2 separate regions of the Sus scrofa genome follow, and region 1 is linked to region 2. A link is a contact called in public HiChIP or PLAC-seq data. All regions are on one chromosome and are shown on one strand. Each heading gives the region's core, a stretch centred on a gene start, on an enhancer-like site or on the middle of the called end of the contact. The rest is flanking DNA. Distances are from core to core; before and after follow the strand shown. Region 1 holds the start of GRB10 (growth factor receptor bound protein 10). Region 2 overlaps GRB10 (growth factor receptor bound protein 10).

Region 1 (3,772 bases), core at 844-3,343, 120 kb before region 2:
GCCCGGGACATTTGGAATCTGCAGCAGGGCAAGGCCCTAAGGTGCAGTCTGCCCACAGGATCGGCTGGCCCGGATCCCTGCTCAGGGACAGCTGCAGCTTCCACAGTCACGACTAGACTGACACGTTGATGAACTTGGACCAGACTGTGGTGCTGCGTGGGCCCTGCCTGGAGGGCGAGGCAGGCAAGGGCTGCGTGGAGTCGGGGTATGTGGGGAATGAGGGCTTGCCCTAGGAATTCTGGGCATCGATGTCAGCGTGAAAACACGTGGGGTCATTTATTTTCATACCTTCTTGGTGGAGCGTAAATGTTTGAAAACCCATGCATTTTGAGACGGATAAACAGGATAACTGACTCCGGAGTGCACTTTGGGATGCGGGGGGAGAAATATTAAAAAGGACATGGTCAGATCAACGGGTAGAATTGCCATATGGACCAAGAATACATACACATATCTTGTCAATATAAATCTACAAATTTAGTAAGTGTACTGTGGCTCCGTAAGGTAACACCCCTGCTCACAGGAAAGATATACCCAAGCGGACAGGGGTGAGGGGGCTGTGGCAGATGGAACTCACCTACAAATGATTCAGGAAATAATAGGTCTCTGTATAACGGGCTCTTCGAGCATCTACGACAAAGCTGCTCGGCTTTCTGGCTGGCCTGGCGCGGGCTCTCCTTGCTGATGGAAGCCTTCAGCAAAGCTGTAAAATTCAAAGCTCATGCAGCCTTGGAAAAGACGGCCCAAGCCTGATTTCTCTTCTCTAATTCGCTCTGGGCCTTGCGCGGACGGCAGGACTCTGTGTTCTGTTGGGTTCTTTCCGGAACCAGCTCCTTCGCATTATTCTCTCTAGGATTTCAACTTAGAGTTTTCTGGGCTTGGACCCATGAGCAGATATTTTCTGGAGGCTTATTTTAGTTACGGGAATGGATGACCTTTGATGCACACATCCCGCCAAAGGTGGGACAAGGCAGAGCTATAAAAAGTGCCCTAAAGGGTTCGAGCAGAATCCTCCCTCCGCACTCACCAGCGACTCGGCCTCCCGCAAGTTACTTAACCTCTGAGGGATTCATTCCCCAGTCCCTACAGTGGGTGTCTCCTAGGGCCAGTGTGGGGCCTAATTAAGAGGACTGAGGAACGTGTGGCACCAAACACATGCTCAAGAAAGCTCAGCTATTACTGCGTCTAGAACATCAAAACCCAGAGGAAGGCGTAATTATTGTTATTACCCTATTTGTATTCGCATTTTGACTCAGCAGAGACAGTCATCGTTATAGCAATGCCAATGGCTCCCATGAATTCCGGGGTTCCTTCTGGCCAGTCGCTGTAGGTTGCGAGGAACACCTCCTTTAACCCCAGGACTTCATCACCGAGGCGGGCTTAGGAGCCCATTTCGAAGATGAGGACTTTGAGGCCCGATGGCCCCGAGACCAGTCCTGAGGCCTCCCCCCTCCACCGCCCGATACTGACACGCTGATGGGAGTCGAGGCTCCAGCCCCTGCTGGCGGCGACTGGACTCTCCAGCCCAGGTAACCGTTGCCCGGGGGCCGCAGCAACTCTGTCTGGTCCTCCCGCTGCGCCCGCGAGGGAGGATTTGGGCCGCACAGTTCATACTTGAGTTTCAAAGAACCGGCTTCCAAATTGCCTTCCAGGCTGGGTCCGATGCGTCCTGCCCGGGTGCCCGAGCCCGGGTGGTCGGGGCCCCGCGCCCCCCGCGCGCCGCCCTGCGCCCAGGCCTCAGCTCCGCCCGCGCTGGCAGCCCCGAGCGGTCCGGGCTGCGGTGGCGGTGGCGGCGGCGGCGGCGGCGGTGGCGGGAGGAGGAGCAGGAAAAGCCACCGGGGGAGGAGGCGGAGGCGGAGGCGGAGGCGGAGGCGGCGGCGGCGGCGGGCGGGGCCGGGCGGATTTAAAGCCCATCGAGGGGGTGGGGAGGCCGGGAGGAGGCAGGAAAGGACGCGAGCGGCGCGCTGCGGCGGGCTGGGCGCTCGGAGGCCGCGGAGACCCGCGCGGAGCCCAAAGTTTGCGCGCAGCCCCCGGGCGGCGGCGCGCGGGAGCCGGGACCGCCCTGCGCGCCGCCCTCGCCCCGCGGGACCCGCGCCGCCCCGGCCGCGCCGAGGGTGGCGGGCGGCCAGGCGGAGGCGGCCGGGAGCGGCGCCGCGGCAGGTACGGAGTTGGTCGCGAGCGCGGCGCCAAGTTACTTTGTGGCCGGCGGGCGGGCGGCGGTCCCGGCGTCATTGTCTGCGCGCTGGCCGCCCGGGCCGAGGACGCCGGGCGCCGCGGGGGCGCGGCGGGCGGAAGGGCGTCGCCTCGGGTCGGGGGCTGCGGCGCGCAAGGGCGGGGACCCGGCGCGGCGCGGCGCGATCGCGACCCCGGGCAGCGGGGGAGCCCGGGCGGCGCCTGCGGGACCATCCCGCCCGACGCCGGCGGCTCGCGGGCCGGGCCGGGGCTGGGACAGGGGCTGCCCCGCCGGCCGTCAGGCCAAGGCCGCGCTCCCGGGCCGCCCGGGGGGTGGGCGCCCTTGCAGCCCCCGTGCGCCCGCGCCGGGCCACTGGGGCCCGGACACCCCCGAGGCGGAGCGCGGCCGGGCCTCGGGATCTCTCCCTTGGGTTCCGCTGGTGTCCCCGTTACCCGCCGCCGCCGCCGGGGCCCAGCCCCAAGTGGAGGGCTCGCGGATTAGCCGCCTGCCCGCCGGGGAAATGTGATAAGAGCTGAACAGAAGGAAATTTCTGATGCAACTCTCCGCCTCTGCCGATCGCCTCTCCAACGCCTGCCTGGCGACAGCCCAGGAGCATGTGCGTTATGGAAATGAGGGTAGTCTCCACTTTTTATTGTGTTCGTCTTTTTTGGGGATTGGAAGAAATGCCAACTTTGTGTCGTTTGCTTTGAAGAAACGGTGGGTCAAGTAGGAGAGCCACAGGTGACTTCGCCGGGGCCTGGATCTTTCTGACGCGTTGGAGAGCAGGCTTTCTTGCAGACACTGTACCCAGCTTCATGCAGGAGATGCGAAGAAAAAGCCCAAACAACTAGTGCTTGTGAGTAAACACGCGTGATTGCACAACTTTCTCTTTGTTGCTGTTGACGAGGCCCCGCGAGGAGCACTTTGTTTCTGAAAAAGCTGATTCCGCCGTTTGGAGCCCCCGAGTTTCAGAAATGGTGCTTTCTTGAACGTTTCGCTCAGTTTTACTAAGAACACATGTCAGCCCAGCAGCACGCTTTGACTGCGGTTTACAGCACTAAGCTGGCCATTTTTCCGCGAGCCGACCTAGACTTTCCCTCCTTCTTTCCAGGAGGAAAATTAGGTAGAATCTAGGTTTCTGCAGCAAAAGCAGTTCTGACTGATGGCAATGGAGGTGTCCTTTAGGGTAGTATTTTATTAGGGAAAAGCCCGGAAAGCAAAGTGTTTCCAGGCGTGATTCTAGGTGAGTGGGTTTTTCTGTTCAAAATCAGAACTGAAGGATGACTGCGCCTAATATTCGAGTTTTCCTGGGAACCCTTGAGAGAAGACGGCCACCGCAGGGAGGGAATTTGAGGGCACAGGGAGTTACGCACCCAGCAAGCTGCGGTGTAACTCGGAAGTGTAGCTACGGATACTTCTGTAGCATTTCCCACTTTGAGAGGCATGTTCAAAGCCTAACTGCTTTTGATCCCTTACAGCCCCCGTTCCCCACTTTACAGGTCTGGACACCAAGGCTCAGGAGGTTCCTTGGCATGCCCAGAGTCACGTGGCCAGCAAATGGCAGAGCCCAAGCTTTCGGGTTTTGTAGGTTTTTGGTTT
Region 2 (3,551 bases), core at 440-2,939:
GAGCCCCCACCATCCCGGCAGGACCCACGTCTGTGTGTTCCCTGGACACTTCCCCCGGAGGCACTGGTGCCCTCGGTGGAGATGGGCTCCTGGCTGAGCTGTGTGTTGCTGGGTGGAGGGAGAAGCATCTGCGTCCCGCCCTCGAAAGCTGCTCTCGCGTCTCACGCGGGAACCTTGGTCTGGACCCCGCCTCCTTCAGCCGAGGCCCCCTGCCCTGAAGGCTGAGATAGAGAAGCCTGATTTGCCCCCAGAGCGAGCCCCAAAGCGCCCAGGGCTGACAGAAGGGGTTGCGGACCCAGTGCAAAGTGCTCCTTTGGCAGCTGTGGGCTTTGGAGGCGCGCAGAGGCTTTATGTGTCCGTAACAGATGTGGGCTCTGCAGCCCCTCCGTGCCCCCAGTTCGAGGTGGCTCGTGTGCTTGGCGGCGTTCTTGGTTTTCTGTCTTGGGGTTGGTTTCACCTGCGGTCCGCCGGCCCTGGTGAGGTTGGGAGGCAGCTGGGCAGCTCTGCGCCAGAGGCAGCGAGGGCAGTGCGCGATGCGGGGTCCTGTCCCAGGAGCCTGTGTCCCTCTGTGTCCCTGTCCCAGGCCTGCAGCCCGGGCCCCGCTTCCCCCACCCCCACCCCCACCCCCAGCAGGTCCTGCCAGCTGGCGGCTCTGGGAGTCTGAAAGCCGGGGACATGGCCGTGTGACAAAGCACATCTTAGATTTTAATACTCGCTCACACTATATATAGCCCTCTGGGGCCTGGCCTCGGGGCAACAGAGAAGCGAGGAGAGCGTTTAACGCAAAGTGCAGCGGGGCCGAGAAGAAGGTTTAAAACTGGTGCCACAGCTGACGGGGGGGCAGGCAAAGGCCCGGAGAGGCGGGAGGTGCACTCGCGTGTAACTTCGGCCTCCTAGAGAAGGGGGTGTCCCTGTCATCGCGGATAAGCTCGCTTAGCAGCTGGGGAAGGAAGGAGAATGGGGGACCCGCAGGCGCGGGAAGCTGCGCTGGCGCACGCGTAGGAGACGCGTGGGTAACACCGTCCCCATGTGTGGAAGGAATTGTGTGAATTCGTGTGTATTTTCCACATTCGTTCTTCTTTTATATTAAAGGCATTTGTTCTTACAGAGTTTTTATCTAGAGGCCATGGGGTTTGTTTTCAGACTCAGTCGTGTCCGCTGAACCTGAAGATTCAGGGTTTTGGAGCCGTAGACCTGTCACCGAGTGAAACACAAACTCCGGAAAAGACAGGGGGGGGGTTTGAAGGTGGATGTGGGTCGGAAGCAGGTCCCTCAGTCCTGATCCAGCCCGGGGGGGGGGGCGCCGACTAGGAGGTGACGTGCTGGGCAGGAGCGGTGACCCTGCCCCCCGGAGAGCTCTGTTCCCGGGCCGCGCCTGCCTTCCCGCCAGCTGCGTGAGCTCTGAGTCAGCTGGGGACAGTCTTTGTGGGAAGGTGCCACCCTTGTGGGACCACATCCCAGCACCTCGCCCTCTCCTGCCAGACACCTCGCTGTGGAAATAAACACTCAAAACCACCAGGAAAAGGACAGAGAGCACGCTGGAGCCAGGCCTTGGGACCAGCTGACACTCGGGCCACAGGTGCACCAGCTCCCAAGTTGCACGTGGCAGCAGGTTGCAGGGCTGCAGGATTCTAGGAGGTTTGGCAGAGGCCGAGTGCAGAGAACACACGTGCTCAGGCTGAGCGTCCTGCTCCTGGTTCGCTGCCCCGGGAGAAAGCGAGCCCGGATTCTTCTGGAGTATCGGTCTGAGCCGCGTGTTGTGGTCATGCTGTCATCACCTCCTCCCGGGGCAGGAGCGCCGGTGGGGAAGGATTGCATCAGGCCCGGGCCGGGGCCTGATTGGTCCCCAGCGGCTGGGTTCCCTGCGGAGCCGAGTAGGAACGTCCCCACTGCCCAGACCGCCTGCCCGCCAGGGTCCGTCCCCACCGCGGCCGTCTGGAGGGGGCCCTGCCTGCCCGGGACAGTTGGGAGAGGCTGGGGACAAACTCCCCTTCGAGAGGCAGTCCCGGTTTAAAATGCCGACTTGCTCCTCTGACTGCCTTTTCCGAGCTGTTGAGGTAAGATTTTTTTTAGGCCTCTCACGTTCCCCTAAAGGCTGCAGCCCCGTTGCTTTTGTGGCTGGGCAGGGGGGTTTGGGGTCCTCTGGATTTCGGCTTGGCCAGCATCCCCTGGCCTGGGTGCTGCTCGTAGGGGACGGCTTTGAGCAGTACGGGGGAGATGGAGCCTGCGTGTCATTTCGAAGGGGAAGTGGCCAGAGAATGTCGTGACTGCCCTTACTCTGCCCTTCTTCTGCGTGTTTTGTGCTTCGGCAAAGTCACATCGCCTTCCTAAGCCCCAGTGAACACGAGGTGGGGGGGGGCAGGAGGGGGCAGTGGGTACACTGGGGACCTAGGAAGAGAGACCTGCTGGACAAAGTTGGGATTTCTGCAGGCTTCAGTTGCTTTGTTTCTACAGTTGGTTCACCTGCAAAGCACCCAATCCCAAAACCGCCAGCAGGACTTCCCAAGACAGGCTATGGAGAAGCAGCCCACACCCCAGCTGGCCAGTGTCCCCGAGATACCCTGACCCTGGGCAGTGTAGTAATCCCGCCTGCTCTGGGCGGGGGTGCGGATGGGCGTGTCCTCAGACCCACGGCCTTCGGGTCGCCTGCTGCCTGGAAGCACAGTTATGCATGTGTGGGAGCCCTGCTGCCTATGCTTGTTTCTGTTTTCTTTCGTGTTAGTGTTTATTTCTGAAAACCCAGAGTTGTTCATCTGTAGGTGTCCCCTTCTTGTGTTGCAGGATGTTAAAGTCTTTAGTGAAGATGGGACGTGCAAAGTGGTGGAGATTCTGGCGGACATGACAGCCAGGGACCTGTGCCAGTTGCTGGTTTATAGAAGTCATTGTGTGGATGACAACAGCTGGACGCTGGTGGAGCACCACCCGCATCTGGGATTAGGTAGGGAGCAACCCCAGGGAGGGGCAGCACCAGGGAGGGAGCAGCACTAGGGAGGGGCAGCACCAGGTGGGGAGCAGCACCAGGGAGGGGCAGCACCAGGGAGGGGCAGCACCAGGTGGGGAGCAGCACCAGGGAGGGGCAGCACCAGGTGGGGAGCAGCACCAGGGAGGGGCAGCACCAGGTGGGGAGCAGCACCAGGGAGGGGCAATGCCTGATGGAGAACAGCACCCTGTGGGGAGCAGCACTGGGTACTTGGTGTGACATCAAGGGAAGACCACCCTCGGCCGACGGTCACTGAGTATCCCCTGCCAGTGTAGGAGGTGGTCTGTGTGTTGTCCTCCTGCCTCTTGTCTTTCTCCTAAAAATCTCACCTTCCTCCACCCGACTCCTCTCCCCTCTGGTGCTTTCAGAATCTCGCTCTTGGATGGTTGAAGCAGGGGTTCCCAAGGGCTCAGACACTAAAGCAGGGTCTCTGATTCAGCAGGAGGTCTGGGCGGTGAGAGACATGGGGGCTCCCTGCACACTTGTGGAGGGGCCCTGGGCCGGTTCTGGCATCACCACAGAGCAGATTCTCCCCCCGACGGGCCAGGGCCAGGCGGCCACAGCGACAGCC

What was found. HiChIP or PLAC-seq counts read pairs in DNA pulled down with a chosen protein or histone mark.
Region 1: an H3K27ac HiChIP or PLAC-seq map of skeletal muscle shows a contact between it and region 2. The contact joins the promoter of GRB10 here to the enhancer-like site in region 2. A contact is called at or near these places in 3 of 47 Hi-C or Micro-C datasets (alveolar macrophages, heart right ventricle and psoas muscle) and 1 of 2 datasets of contacts at active chromatin or transcription factors (skeletal muscle).

What each region holds. Positions count from the first base shown.
Region 1 is chr9:136,740,866-136,744,637 of Sscrofa11.1, reverse strand. It overlaps GRB10 (growth factor receptor bound protein 10), which reads left to right and starts at 2,093. Exons shown (of 19, transcript NM_001134965.1): 1 at 2,093-2,160; 2 at 2,886-3,029.
Region 2 is chr9:136,617,554-136,621,104 of Sscrofa11.1, reverse strand. GRB10 (growth factor receptor bound protein 10) reads left to right here. Exons shown (of 19, transcript NM_001134965.1): 8 at 2,782-2,938. Among named protein-coding and RNA genes, the nearest start is that of DDC, 48 kb to the right of the region's middle. Within about 2 kb of position 1,689, at least 6 of the 83 cell types and tissues checked have an H3K27ac peak or open chromatin away from gene starts, as enhancers often do. A contact at or near this core is called in skeletal muscle, where this site is marked.